Linked DNA regions of Danio rerio: region 1 is linked to region 2. The links are chromatin contacts, called in public Micro-C maps. All regions are on one chromosome and are shown on one strand. The core of a region is the stretch at or near the end of the contact, and the rest is flanking DNA. Distances in the headings are between cores, read along the strand shown.

The links. A called contact is a pair of places that touch in the nucleus more often than the background predicts.
Region 1: a Micro-C map of caudal fin shows a contact between it and region 2, with 3 times the contacts expected there. The contact joins the promoter of LOC101885672 here to the enhancer-like site in region 2. A contact is called at or near these places in 2 of 18 Hi-C or Micro-C datasets (caudal fin and an unstated tissue).

The regions. Positions count from the first base shown.
Region 1 is chr8:45,295,948-45,301,183 of GRCz12tu, forward strand. It overlaps LOC101885672 (E3 ubiquitin-protein ligase NEURL3), which reads right to left and starts at 3,897. Exons shown (of 4, transcript XM_073909924.1): 1 at 3,761-3,897; 2 at 2,716-3,216; 3 at 2,336-2,488; 4 at 1,734-2,250. The coding sequence starts at 3,779. The coding sequence ends at 2,072.
Region 2 is chr8:45,104,942-45,109,805 of GRCz12tu, forward strand. All of the region lies in intron 6 of pdlim2 (PDZ and LIM domain 2 (mystique)), which reads right to left. Among named protein-coding and RNA genes, the nearest start is that of adgra2, 56 kb to the left of the region's middle. Within about 2 kb of position 1,265, at least 5 of the 62 cell types and tissues checked have an H3K27ac peak or open chromatin away from gene starts, as enhancers often do. A contact at or near this core is called in caudal fin, where this site is marked.

The sequences.
Region 1 (5,236 bases), core at 2,647-5,146, 190 kb after region 2:
TCTGTCTCTCTCTCTCCCGCTCTCTCCCCCTCTCTGTGTAGTCCTGGTATTCATCACATTGTAGAGACCAAATATCACCACAAGCATAAAAATACTTGTAATTTCTGACCTTGTGGAGATTTATTTGTGGTATACAGAATTTTAAATCCAACAGAATTAAGTAATTTGAAATATAAAACAACAGATTTTTTATTTTTCTGTTAGGGTTGGAATTATGGGTAGGATTGGGATAAGGGGACATAATATCTGTATATCTCTAAAGTATAAAAATATTGTCTATGAAAAGTCCCCATAAAACATGAATGTGTGTGTGTAATATTCTGTTCTATACTGTCTGTTTCTAATAAACTGTCTTGGGCAAGCCCAGAATGTACATGAAACGCTCTGTGCCTAACAAGTCCAAGCACTGTAATAGTTTCCATCCCATACTCACACACACACACACACACACACACACACACACACACACACACACACTCACTCACATGCAGCACATGCACAGCTGGAAATAATAGAAAGTTCCATGCAGGCTGAGGTAAAACACACACACACACAATTCTCTTCCCACACTTTCTGGTCTCTGACAGATATCTCATTTCATCGTGTCTGCTCTGATCTGTCATACAGCCAAACATGACTTGCAACTTCAGGACTTCCTTCATTTTTTTCATACAGTCAGTGTTCTCCTAAACCTTAAAGGGATAGTTTAGCCAAAAATGGAAATTTACACACTATTTACTCTCTATAAAATGAATCCAAACCTTTATGACTTTATTTCTTCTGTTGAATGAAAAAGAAGATTTTTTAAAGACATCCGATAACCTGTAATCGTAATCTTTCATTGAAACAAATACTTTGGAAGACTAAAGCTATGGTTTCCATTTTTCTTCAGAATGTATTGTTTTGTGTTTAAGAGAATAAATAAATTCATAAAGGTTTGAAACTAGTAACTAAATATTAACTTGATTTTCATTTTTGGGTGAACTATTTCTTTTAATTATCATTATGTCCTACTACAATAACTTCCACAAACCCAGAGGTTTACTTGTCACATTAGTCCACTAATTATAGAATAAGAATGTTCATACATTTGACATTCATAATGATCCAACAGGATTAAATGTAGCTTTTCTCACAGCTACTAACAATACTCTTTTAAAGGCAACACTTCTCATTCAACATACAATAAACATATGATTTATGAAATCATATATGATTCATTAAAATGGTTTTAATCCCTTTAATTTTGGTCTCACTTTTGGGCATAGACAAAAATGCAAAAAAAGTTTAATATAAACATCAATATAAACATTAAAAATATCCATATACAAATATCAATATGAACATTTTATTTTCGTACTTTAGATAAAAGGTGCTTTTATCAAAGATGATTTACTGTAAATGCAACTACTTTTTAGGCGTTTTAAATGAACATCTTAAAAGAATTAAAATTAGCGTAAACGTTAACTAATCAAACGCACTTTGCCAGGGTACTTACTGTTCTTTGGAGTTTATGTTTACCTATGCAATACTGACACCTAGTGAAATATGTTCAAGAGTGCAACCACTTCACTTCACTTTTTGGCAAATTGATCAACAAAATCCTTTAAATTATATATACTTATATATATATATATATATATATATATATATATATATATATATATATATATATATATATATATATATATATATATATATATATATATTTTTTTTTTATTATTATTCTTTTTGGAAGAAAAACAATCATTGTTCAGATTACATAAATATATAGTCTACATATTTTCAGTATATACATACCTAAATACACTTTTTTTTTACAATACTTTATACAATTTTACATCACAGATAGGCCTACATGTTATATTAAAACATGAATAGCCTATGTATAAATATACAATCAAACTGTAATATATTGGATATATCCAAGGCGACTTACAAAGGAGAGATACTTTAGAGTGCAAATACAGTACACAAATTCTGCACACTGTTAGATCTGTACATTAGAAAACAATTCTGTAATTCACTGTGCAAAATATATACAACAAAAAGTCACTAGTTTGACAGTAAACTAGTTGCCATATGGTTGGACAAAATCCAATCGCTTACGACAAAGAGGGCACGTACCAAATGTCATATAAACCTTCATGGCGCACGGAGTGCAAACACATTTATGACCACAGCTCAAACGAGTGTTTTCTGCATCACCGTAACACACTACACATTCCTCACAGTTTTGGCCTTCATGTTCTGAGGAAGAAAAAGAAAGATAACAAGTGGTAAAACTACATACAATGGCTGCCTTGGACATAATCTTCTTTCATAATCATATTACCTGTGTTGACAAGATGAACCTTTCTCAGGTTTGCCTGCTCCGGCATGCTCAGTTGTTTCTTTGTTTGCTGAATGTCTTGATCTTCAGTGTATTTGATGTGTGTGAGAGCAGGACAAGACCTTCTGGTGAAAATAAAACATTTCTTTTTGGAACCTATAACACAGACATGCCACATGCACTGTTAGGCAAAGGGAAAAGCACTAAACATTTATGTTCCTGTGTTGTATATTAAGCCAATCAATATTAAAACAAACCAGCAAAAAAGTATTATTTAAATATATAAAGTTTATTTCTTTTAATAATATTTGTTTATTTATTTTATTTTATTTTGTTTTTTTATTTTATTTTATTTTTTTATTGAAAATTCAAAAAAGCCTCACCAAGCATCGTCACCATTGTGGTCTGTCCATAGACGTCAATAATTGCCCAAATGGGCCACTTGACATTCAGGGCGGTTGGCACTGATTGTGTTCTACCATCAGAACTTTGTACGCGCAGACAGCCATTCTTCTTCAACCAAAACTGAATATCTGAGCCAGGTCGACAAGTGTTCACGGGAACTACAACTGCCGCGTAAAGTGGTGAGTTTGTCAAGTCTGGAATGGCAAAAGGTGGTAACGTTGTTTGATCGGGTGCAACATGAGCAAATCCGACCCTCAGTGCTCCGTGCCAACGTCCAACACTTTGCTCGACTCGCAGGCACACCTTTTCCTCTATTTTAACCTGTCGCCCGCTAAATGTCAGTCCGTGGCAGAATGACGAAACATCCCTAGTCACCTGACGACCATCTTCACTCAACGTTATTAGACGACCCTTCACAGCTGAGTGGAAAGAAATCGCTTTCAGGCTCCACGACGTGTGACACACGCACTTCACTTTCTCTGGAAAAGAAAAAAAATCTGGCATCAACATATTTTCCCAATATATGTAGGCTTATACTGAATTGCCAGTTGGTCGGATCCATTAATCATTATTTTAAGCTAACCGGTACAGATAGGTCAGCCTGGTTCAATAATACAAGACTGCATCGTTCCAAGCGCGTCAAAAGTAAATTTGGACAGAACCAAGAATTTAGTTTAGTTGTCATTCAGAGATTACTGTTAAGGGGAAAGCAAAGTTTCAATTCTCTACCGGCATCAGGCCACTAGATGCCGCCGCTACGCACCAATATAGCCTACCAGTTTGAAAAGATTTCTTGACGCAACACACAACAATCACTTTCCAGTACTGCGCGAAACTCTTAATAACAAATAATATTAACAATAATCGAATTATTTATTGACAATTAAAATATGTGATCTGCTGTAAATTGATTTGTTAATGAAGCATAAAACTTAATTCTAAATTACTGTTTAAACCCTATCTCATTGTCTTATTTCTGTATTGTTGTTTACAAGTTACCATTGTCTTATTTCAAAATCTTACCTTTCTTTTTTTCTGTCATCCTGTTTTCTTCACTAGCTATTGGTATGTTCAGTAGCTACCCTTCATCAAATTCTGTCAAAGTGGGGAGTTTTGTTGCTGTTTAAATGCACGTGTTGTAGTTTATACTATTTCATCTCATAGGATAATGATATGAGGAGGGACTAGGGGCGGATCTCTGGAAAGTTGCTTTGTGGAATTGCCTTCTTTCCGGGAAATCAATATTCCTTAATGCTGCATATGATTAATGCATTCAAAGAAAAAAATAAAATTTTATATATATATATATATATATATACACACACACACACACACAAATGTGCACTGTAAAAATGCTGGGTTCCACACAATTTATGCATACTGTCCCAACACAAATCGATTAACTTAACACTTTTAACAAATTTATGTGGATTGAACATTAAGACATTAAGTTGTTCCTATGAAATCTTAAGAATTGCGTTGTTTCAGCTTATTTTAATTAAGTAGTTTGAACAAGTAAAAAAGTTTTTTTTTTTTTTTTTTTTTTGAGGTTGGATGTTTCTATGAGTACGTTTTCACATTTCCATATAGGCTACCTTAATTTGATTTCCCCCATACATTCATAATTTAATATTTTAGACAATTTTCCTTATAGACAATTTATTGATATATTTGTAACTACATTTTTATTTGTTTTGAAGTATATTATCAATCAAAGATGGACAGAAAAAACAAAGAATCTTGAGTTGCCATCATTTACTGTAAATTGCTATAGACTGTTGCATCGGTGTACTTTCACTTTCACTCTGTTGGTTAATCATTACTTGATTTTGTAGAACGGTTTACATTTCCTGCTGTATTCCTGCGGTTACATACAATGCTGCATTTTTTATTTATTTAGGCATTTTTTAAATTAGAAAACTTATTTAACATAAACGGACATGCAATATAGCTATAACTTACCGTTTTTTACAATTGCTATGACACTTTTATCAATACATTTAACAAGTTTCCTAAACTCTTAACACGGTTAGCACAACATCCGTCTTCGTGGGCTATACAATTAACACATTTCTTGTTGTTTTGACACAAAATGCATCCAGTTAACACAAATTTAAAATGCTTTAACTTCTTTTACACACAAGCACAACCAAGAACAAAACAATGTAATTTTACAGTCAAATTTACAAATGCTTTAACACAGTATGTCAGAACAGATAACATTATGCTCTAAACAGAAATTATATAGGATAAAGTCAAAAGGAACAGCTGTTCTAATTGTGAATTGAAACACAAGTTTATTCCCTGTATTTTATTCAATTGCCAATGAGAAACAGCATATTGCGGTTATATAAATAAATAAATAAATAAATACATAAATATATATATATATATATATATATATATATATATATATATATATATATATATATATATATATATATATATATATATATATATATATATATATGACAGCTGATTCCCATCTAGAAAGCACAC
Region 2 (4,864 bases), core at 15-2,514:
GGAAAATGAATGAATGAACGAATGAATGAATGACAACATAAAGGGAATAACACCGTTACACTGACTGAACAGCTTCCCTTATGCATTAAAATGACGAAAAACAGATTCCTAATTTTAAAGCATGCAGATCTGTCAACATTTGAGCTGGTGTAGTGTCCAGACTATCTTTGACTATGATCTAAGCAGAATATCTCCCACAAAGACTATACAATCGATTTCACATTGACTCTACATTTACATGAGGAGCAGCTGTGGAGAATCTTTCGGGCTTGTGAGATCCTGATGTCCGTGCATATCTACTGAACTGTTGGGAATGAGATGAGAGTGATGGAAAAGGCATGCCAGCAGATGTTTGGCTCTAATGCTGATGGATGTTGTCCTGGGCAGCTCTTCTGACACCAGCTGTACTAAATAGAGGAGTCTGTTCTCAGGCCAGCTCCAAACGACAGCTTCCACCTGGGGCTTTTTGGCTCATTCCAACAAATTTCACAAAAGTGTAGCCAAGAGCATTTCCGCCCACTTAAAGCAATTATCAGCTGCTGTGACAATCAATTTCTCTGCTGGAAGATTTTGGCATCAAATACTAAAGAATACTCAATGAGAAACGTTATGAATTCTCATTCAAAAGTTATTAATATGGCAGATTGAATGAATGAGGAAAATGTGCTACTTCTGTGAAGAATGTTTTTATATTGTTCTAAAAATTATTATTCCATCCACCAAACAAACAAACTTTAGATGCAATGTCAACCGAATAATACAGTAACATATAATGCAGAAGAAAAAAGCATAACAACAAAATCTCTTTGGTCACCAGAGACTATACACCCTTCTAAATCACATGCTAATTGATCAGTTTTACTAATTATACAATAAGCTTACTGACATTTTACTCCATTATCCTTTCAGTGTGACAGTGGAGAAGAAGCAGAGAAAAGAACAGAACATGAGATTGAGATGAAGATATTAGCAACATAACCACTAGGGGGAGAAATAACCTAAATTAAAATGTTGACTTCCTGCAGTCTTTCCTGAAGCACCATGGTTGTTATGAGTAACACATTGCTCTCAACTTTCTGAGTGCCAAAATATGTATTGGTTTATTTGGATAAGTTACAAAAAGAAAAGTGCCCATTTCCCTGGATCCAAACAAAAGTTTCCTGTAGTCTAAACCTCTGCTGGATGGCAGCAATGACATCCAACCTTTTAAAAGAATTCATGGAAAAGTTTACAAGTACTTGCATTTCCATGTTCATGGGAAATGCTTTGAGACTCCATTGCTTTTATGGGAGACTATTCATGTCACTATTGATTCCAGTGGTTGTTCTTTGGTCTTTATTATCAGTGTAACTGTACAGGAAATTTTCAGGACTTAAGTGGTCAAAAAATAATCTTTACCTGTATTGCCATGAGAAAATGAATAAACAATTAAACACACTACCGTGAGAACAAGAGGAGAATTTAGGTTTTGTTCTCAGAATCTCAAAATACAGTACACTGCCAGCAGAGCACCTCCACATCATAGGATTGTTCGCAGCTTCATTACAAGGTGTGTATTCTTTCTCTCTGGAGAGTGCATGAGCTTGCACTGCTGAGGGCCATGCTGCCTCCACCTTGCATGCTATGATCACATACCTGGTCTACCAGGTCCAGGCCGTGCTCCACGAGGGCAGAAGAGTAGGTTTTACATAACATACTTCATTGTACCTTATAAGAGTGGTTAGTTATGATGAATCTATATTCCGTGTTTTTCAAATCTCTATTTCGTACTTAAGATGCCTAGAGACTGCTCATCCAGGAGTGGGGGTCAGACATGAGGGTCAGAGACCTTTAGGCTCAATGTTTACATGGGTTTTCCAGAAATTCATGGAGTGTGCTCGGACCCCTCTTTGGAAGATACACATCCTCAACTTGCGCTGCAATTTGCTTATTCTTGCACATTTCGCATCATCAATTGATGATCACTTCCCTGTGCCTCATCAATTTGGGACAGTTAAAATTAGCGCTTCTCATTTCAGCCCTTGTGACTTTGGGTAAACTAAGTGACAGACATGCTCAGACAGAGCATCTCTTTTCTTAGGATGGAGCAAGACCATCTCACTGCATGGCTCTCTTTGAAATAGAGAAAACCGTAGTCACACTGAAAATTTTCAGAGGATCTTAAGGTATTTGACACTTGTAATCACTTTCTCTGCTCAGATTGCGGAGATCACAGCAGTGCTGACTGCACAGGCCAGTGCCAAGATTTGCACAACACACCATCAAGTGTCATCACTCCTCTGGGGGCATTGATAATATGTGGCTTGTAAAACATAAAGAGTTCCTCCATGATCTTCAACACCCGACTCGACAGAACTGGATACTTGGCCCATTAAGTTGTGTTGTATGCCTGCTTTGTCTGCCTACATTTTGAGGATTTTTGTTTCCTATGCGTAGTTCCACTCTGAGTAACCCCATAAGTGTTTCTTTAGCGATGGTGAGTTCTTATGCTGGATAAATCCACATCTTACCTACCAGCTAACCATCTTCCCTTATGTAGTTCTTCCCCTGAGAGGGCTAGCCATATCTGTGTTTGTCACATCTCCCCACAGTTTAAAAGGTGGTCTCCACAGTGTCCTTCCATTTCAGAACTGGAATTTATTATTATTTTTTTTTCAAAATACAATTGTATCTTGCAGATTAATGACTAGCACTTAATGACTAGCACTGTTGCCTCACAAAGACATGTGGTAAAGGAGAACTGGGTGAACAAAATTAGCCATAGTGTATGAGTGTGTGAATGAGAGTTCATGGGTGTTTTCCAGTGTTGGGTTATGGCTGGAAGGGCATGCGTTGCATAAAATTTATGCCAGAGAAATGGGCAGTTCATAACGCTGATAAATCAGGCATTAAGCAAAAGGATAGTGAACGGCAGGTGTAAAAAGCGTAGTTTTTTAAGAAATGCCTTATGCTCGTTTTTTCTTTCTTTGACGAGCCACGTCAAAACCTTCTCCACCAATCAGATTGCCATTTTTGTTCATGTGCATGGAGCTGCTGAAGTTACAGTAAACAACACTTAAGGCACTCAAGTGCAAAACTGTCAATGAGAGCACACACTGAAGAAGATGCCCAGAGGCAATATGAACGTGGAGCTGCTTATTGCCCTGGTGAACAATAACAATTTTTTTAAATGGCTAGAGCTGAAGCTGCTAATTGAACCATCCATGCTTGTTCAAATCACCTGTTACTTCAACAACAAGTGCGTAGACTTTTTCTTCTTCTTCTGTGTTCTTTTAAGTAGCGCCATCTAACTTCAAGGTGTGATTTTGCATACTTTTCTGCTTGACGCCAGTGGAAAAAAAATAAATAAATAAATAAACGTCTTAAACGCTGACGATAAATGCAAACAAAAAGCGTGCTGGTGTGTATCAGCCTTTATTGGAAAAAAAATTTGACAACTGATAAGCATAGGATTGTTTTACATTTGAAACTGACTAATATAATCTTAGCAAACATAAATATACATACACATGTGCTCGCATTTTTTTATTGTATTTCAGATTTATTTTTTGTCCATAAAAATGAGTCAAAATACATCCTCGAAGGACTAGAAAAACAATTTCAACTCAAGGTTTAATTACCTAAAAGTTGCCCCATTGACCACTGGAAGTGCCCTGTTCAGACACATGCTTCTTTGAGAACTAATAACCTGTTTGCAAATGTCTCCAACATATCCACCAAGTATGAAAGAACCTAAAACGGCAAACTGACATATACAGCAAAATGATATGAAACAATAATACACACATAAGCATGCACGCACGCACACACATACAGACACATACAGACACGCATACACAGGATTACTAAGGGACTGTAGTAGTTATTCACTGAGCTGGTACAGTTACTGCCTGCTTCTAAATAGTACCCATCAACAGCACATAGTTAAAATCTAGACAAGCTTGCTAGGAATGCAGTCAAACCCAAACATGAGCAAAATGGGAAAAACAAACAGACTTGGACATGGGGGCAGAAGGAAGAGAAGGTAAACAAAGTTTGCCATTCTTTTAATTAAGTTCAAATTGACCTTGGCTGTTCTGTGTCCAGTGAAATAAAGTGTGCACCCCAGCAGGTCAACCGCTTTTGTGCTTGACCATTTATAGTGTTGGCGAATGTTGTTTTACAGGAAAAAGGGTGCATTCCCTTCTTGCCCCATGTGTATATGAATGTTAGCTGTGTTTGTGTTGGACTGGGGTTATGAGATGGAAAAGGAAGAGGATGTGCAATCACAGGCTTTCCTCAAAGCCTAAACACATTCTCAAGTCTTTGCTCTGGCTGGCACAGGTCAGTGCGCTTGATTAGCTTTCATCCATACTGTAATCAGGACCCCTAAATATCCCTAGGACAGAACTGTACACACACAAGCATTCCAATGCACACTGAACAGACTATCTACACAATCGAGGGTGGCACTTAAAAGTGGTGAGTGCACAGATGTGCTGCTAGTATTTCTTAAAAGGTTGACTGCTTTGCCAGGAATGTATATTAACTACAGTATATAGGCAGAAATCATTTCAGTTAGAAATATGCTAGAGTATGAAATATGCTTCAAGTACCTGTACAACTATTAAGAGCTTGGTTAGCTGGTTCAGGTAATTAGGCTGAATAGTGGCCCTCCAGAGCACTCCAAGTTTCGGCAGGTTTGTGCTAAACAATTGCAACTTTGTGTTTGGCCTATGACCTTCAAGTATACAGTATGTGTGTCATAATAATGTCAAACAGTACCATAAACTGTCATGGTACACTAGTTAATTAAACAGGGTGTAAAGTAAAATATCAGAATCAGATCTTGTTAAAATAAATGTGAAGAACAGCTTGCTGTTTT